2 separate regions of the Zea mays genome follow, and region 2 is linked to region 1. A link is a contact called in public Hi-C data. All regions are on one chromosome and are shown on one strand. Each heading gives the region's core, a stretch centred on a gene start, on an enhancer-like site or on the middle of the called end of the contact. The rest is flanking DNA. Distances are from core to core; before and after follow the strand shown. Region 1 holds the start of LOC103640750 (cytochrome P450 94C1). Region 2 holds the start of LOC103640755.

The links. A called contact is a pair of places that touch in the nucleus more often than the background predicts.
Region 2: a Hi-C map of ear shows a contact between it and region 1, with 2.9 times the contacts expected there. The contact joins the promoter of LOC103640755 here to the promoter of LOC103640750 in region 1. A contact is called at or near these places in 4 of 25 Hi-C or Micro-C datasets (bundle sheath, ear, leaf and 1 more).

The regions. Positions count from the first base shown.
Region 1 is chr10:4,664,524-4,667,223 of Zm-B73-REFERENCE-NAM-5.0, forward strand. LOC103640750 (cytochrome P450 94C1) reads right to left here and starts at 1,328. Exons shown (of 1, transcript XM_008664239.2): 1 at 1-1,328. The coding sequence starts at 928.
Region 2 is chr10:4,834,739-4,837,438 of Zm-B73-REFERENCE-NAM-5.0, forward strand. It overlaps LOC103640755, which reads left to right and starts at 1,312. Exons shown (of 1, transcript XM_008664243.3): 1 at 1,312-1,829. The coding sequence starts at 1,445. The coding sequence ends at 1,669.

The DNA.
Region 1 (2,700 bases), core at 78-2,577:
TGTCGCGCCCCGCGAGGAGGAAGCTGACGACGATGTCGCGCAGGTACCTATCGTCGTCGTCGGCCCCGGCTGAGGCCATAAAGCGGGACAAGAGGTCGTGGCCGCTGGGTGCGACGCCCAGCTTACGGCGCTCCCGGATGACGGTGGCCGCGAGCTCGTCGACCAGCTTGATGGCCGCCCTGAGCTCCCTCTCCGAGCCGACGTTGAGCAGGCGCTTGGCCCTCCACAGCAGCGGCGCCGCGGCGGCGCCGCGCGTGGCGCTGAGGCGCGTGGCGGTGTCGAACGCGTCGGCGAGCTCGGACACGGGCATCTCCGGCTCCAGGCAGCCCGGGTCGAGGCCGAAGGAGATCTTGCAGATGGTGTCGAAGGCGAAGCGGCGGAACACGTCCTGCAGGTCGACCACCGCGCCGGAGTCGGCGGCGCCGGCGAGCAGCGGCAGGAGCCGGGCCTCCACCTCCTGCGCGATGATCCCGAACGCGTAGGAGCGCACGGTGACGCTGCCGAGCTCCAGGCTGGCCATCTTGCGCTGGTGCCGCCAGGCGTGGCCGTCCACGTTGAAGATGCCGCGGCCGAGGAGGTCCCCGAGGAGCGCCGCGAAGGTCTTGCCCTTGGGGAAGTTGTCGAAGTTGGTCTTGAGCATGTACTCCACGTTGGCCGGGTTGGCCGTGACGGTGCAGCCCAGCACGTGGACGTGGACGGTGCCGGTGGGCGACTCCCGGAGGAGGTGCGCGTACCAGTCTCCCAGGTTGGTGAAGTCCCGCGCCCACGACCCCGTCAGGTACGCCCGGCAGACGTGGCAGCTGCACCACGGCCAGCGGCGGAGGAGCAGCAGCACCAGGGCCAGCGCCACCACGCAGAGGGAAGAGGCGAGGAGGGCCATGCCCGCGCACTGCGCTGCCCAGGGCAAGGCATCAGCTGCTGCTTCCATGGCGCCTCGCCGGGGTCTTCCTTCTTCCTCCTCTTGCCTGCTTGCCGTCTAGAATTAGCTAGTGCACAACTGGACACACAGGGAGGGGGAGAAGCCGAGAAGGAGAGGAAAATGCGTGTGAGAGTTTGTGCGGCACAAGACTGGTCGAGGAGGCTTTGTCTATAGAGACTATAGTATATAACGTGGGCGGAGGCCAATCCGCACATGGAGCACGTGCGTTTTTCATTAAACAACGTTTGTATTGGGGGGGAGTTTTTTCAGCTTTTGCCGCAATGTACACAGCTAATGGCTCACAGTCACGCATCCCGTAACAGTACATGACAGGTGGGTCCACATCAGCAGCTACCCCTAGATTGCACATGCTAAGTTTTTTTTTTTAAAAAAAGAAAGACTTTGCTTTGTTGGCGCATCGTCTCTATTTTTCCCCTTTGTTAAACTGTTACTAACTTCACCTTGTGTGTGTTTATTCCGTATTTCGATTGCCAATGAACACTACGTAGATACATGATAAATTATTTTGATGAAAATTGTTATGCTCCGCAGAGAGAGAGAGGAACATTAAAAACAAGCAAGTTGTGGATGAACCTAGGACTAAGCATTTTTCTAGCATAGGTCAAAAAGGACGATTAGGGAGTAGGGACTTGCAAGTAGAGGTACCCAAACGGGCGGCCCGGCCCGGGCCCGTCAGGCCCGACGGTTAATCGGGCCGTGCCCGGCCGGCCCGCGTGCCGCAGCCGCGGCCCAGGCACAGCACGGCGGCCTGGTGGTCGTGCCGGGCCGGTCCGTTTAACTGGTCACGTTCTCCCATTAATTCAAGAAAATAGCAAAAAAAAACTGTGTTTTTGTGAGGATTTGAACTCGCAACTGAAGGACACTAACCAGTATAACTCGAGTGTGTTTGTTGTAAATAGCTAATATAAAATGTAAATATATATATACTATGTTTTATAAAATAAAAAATATATAATCGTGTAGGTCCGGGCCGGCACTGCGGGCCGAGACAGCGGCCCAAGCACGGCACGGTTCTCGTGCCGGGCCGAGCCCGGCACTATTAAACGGGCCGTGCTTCGGGTCGGCCCGTTAGGCACGGCCCATTTGGCCATCTATACTTGCAAGATATATTATCTCCGGTTCAATTTATAATTTGTTTAACTTTTTTACAATAAATTTGATCAACTCGTCTTATTTTAAAAAAAAGAGTTGATCAAACTTGATAGTAATTATGAGCTTTTGAATAAGATGAGTCGATCAAACTTGGTAAAAATATCAAACAAATTATAAATTACGACGGATGAAGTATTATTGGATCATTGTTGTTCAAGCTAGAGGACATCAAACAACTTTGTTGGATAGGGATGAAAATGAGACGCATGCGAACGACATCCTATAATATATCCTACCCTAATTTATTTTAATTGGATTCAAGATTAGATACAGATAGTTAGAAACGAGATGGATACAGATACAATGACCGAATATTTAGCCGTGCGGTTAAGTGACAGATACAAATATTATTTGGCCGGATGCATGTAAATACTGGATACTCGTCGGATAAATGCACGAATTGCTTATTATATATACACTATAGTTCACTTCGCGTGTAAGGCAGCTGCACCGTGAGCATTGAATGGAGCCATAGAGATATATGACAATATAGAGATCATACAATGGTTCAATATACTAGATTATATAGCTCATAACCTAAGATCAGTTTGTACCAGTGACAGCTTATACCTAGATTTTGGAATATGCCTCTAATTCATTTTATATAT
Region 2 (2,700 bases), core at 62-2,561, 170 kb after region 1:
TTAGTATGGACCGGAGGAGCGTTAAGAATTAGTATGGACTGGAGTTCATCCAAACAACAAGCATGACGCTGGATGGGCAATTATGAAGTTATTATTATAATTATATGAGCATGCCTAACATTGGATGCCAATTACTAGCCAAACTAGCCATCAACACTACAATTGCAAGACGAACGAGTCACCTAGAGACCATACCCACTGCTTTCCGAATCACGATTCACGAATCACTCGAAAAAGGACATCCCAGAGGCCAGAGCAAGAGATCTCTAGATACTGTTGCGATTTTGACGGGCGACGGCGATGAGTACCTGGCGAGCGCAAGCACACAGGCAGGAAGCTCCCTAGCTCCAGGTGGAACAACTGCTCGGCATTGTTGTGCGTCAGCCACAAGCGGTGGGAGACTGGAGGCGAACGGGGGCACGACCGCCCGAGACGACAGAGTTGGCGGAGTGGCAAAGGCTCGGCGTCGGCAGCTTGCTCGACACTCAGTGGATGTGTGGTCGCGTGGAACAGGGTAGAGTTAGCTAGGGATTAGATTTTTTTCACTGTTGATCTCTTCTCGGGCTGAATCAAGGTATTGCTTGAGCAACACCGAGCTATACTGAGTCCTCCGCCCCTGCTGGCTGCGTACGTCATCAATTCACCTCCATCATCACACTTTGCTGTTGCCAATGCCAGCAGCCTCGTGTCTTGAAATGCAGCTGCAGTACTCCAATCCAGTCCAGATGACATGACGACCAGCTATAGATGGCCATTTGGCACTAACACGATGGGCCGGCCCAGGCACGGCACGAAAAAGCACGGTCCAGGCACGACCCGGTCCGGTTAGTATAGTGCCAGTGCCTGGCACGGCACGGCTATAGTGCCGTGCCTGGGCCACTATCTCGACCCGTAGTGCTGGCACGGGCACGACACGGTTACATTTTTTATTTTAAAAATAATAGTTTACATATATTAAGTATAAGAATTCAACATATAACACAATAAAACTGCAGTTGCACTGGTTAGATGAATGCGTTTAAGCCTCTTATGCACTAGGTTGTGAGTTCAAGCCCCCACAACTACACATTTTTTGCTAAATTCTACAATATACTCAGATGGGCCATAGTGCCACCGGGCCGGCCCGGCACGACTAACAGACTCACGGGCCGTGCCTGGGCCGCGGCAGCGGCACGCCGGCCCATCTAGGCACGGCACGGTTTGCTACCCGGGCCTGGCGGGCCGTGCCGCCGTCGGGCCGTGCCGGCGACGGGCCGTGCCGGCCCGTTTGGCCATCTATACGACCAGCATTGCAGCTCGTGAACAGCTAGCTAGCCTTTGCAATATTGAGGGGTTCGGCTGGCTATAAATAATACGCCACGGCGGCCCAGGCATATCACAGCTTGCAGAATACACCTCCTTCCTTCCTTCGTTCCACAACTCAAAGTCTCAAAGCAACCGATATATGGAGCGAGCGGAGAACGAGCGGCTGCGGAGGGTGGCGCGGCAGCTGGACCAGGGGAACACCAGCCTGTGCCTGGAGAACCTGCTCATCATGCAGGAGAACGACCGGCTGCGGAGGAAGGCGCAGCAGCTGGACCAGGAGAACAAGGCCCTCCTCGCCGAGCTCAAGCAGCGCGAACAAGGCACTTCAGCTTCCGCATCCACCAACCTGAAGCAGCCCAAGTGAAGAAGCTAGTACTGCTCGTGCATGCTTTCTCGACTTTGTAACTAGTAGCAGTAGTAGTGTACGTAGCAGGCAGCAGTTGTTAGGGACGTACTGTACGAGATGCATTGTTTTGGTGGTGACGACTGCCGACAAGCAGCCAACAGTGGCAGCATTTTGTGCTCATCTGATGAATCATACTAAGTACTTTACCCTGCTATATACCTCTCTCTACACTCTGCTTTCTCCGTCACATCCACTATTTTAAAACTAGTTACAAATATTATTAAATATATAGTGATGAATTTATTTAGTCCTGGTGCTGCAGCGACTCAAACTCCAGACTGAAAAGTCCATTTATACAGTGAATCGTTCGTTTTCAGAACAACATCTAATGACGATGTTGTGCACCTAAATTGCCAACATGAGTGCCGAGCTTGGGCGCCTAGATCTCGTGTCCCCTCCACGCCCGCGGTGAAGTTCATGCCGGACCGGCCGGGCGGGTCAACCTCGCTCGCCCTACTTCCTTGCACAACGCAGTGGGCAAACATTGAAAGCCGGTGTCTGATTTGGTGTATTGATCGTGGAAATATCTTGATAACAAAATGAAAGTATATTATTCTGATGTATAGTAAGAATTAATATAATATTACACACGATGAACAAAGAGAACACTAACTTAGAGCGACATAAACTACGCGACATCGCTAAAGTTTCTGAAACCCTAGTTACTGCTGCTACTCAAAAGACCCTGTGCATCTTAGGACAAGATAATAAGACAAGGACGCTACCTCACCATCCTGACCGGTGCGTCAATCATGTTGAGCTGCTTGGTCTTCCTCTTCTCCTTGTATCTGCAGTGGCAACTGGGTTTTACGCAAACCCAAGCATTCTTTGAATGCTATAAATTCTCCTTCTACTGTGAGTAGTAAAATTCCGATACAACATTATGGGCAATACTTCATCCATCTTTGCAGTTGATAGATGTTGTTGACGCTTTTTCGGAGCGCCAAACACTCAACAAGAACCGTGGCGGTGCCCTCTGCACAGGGGCG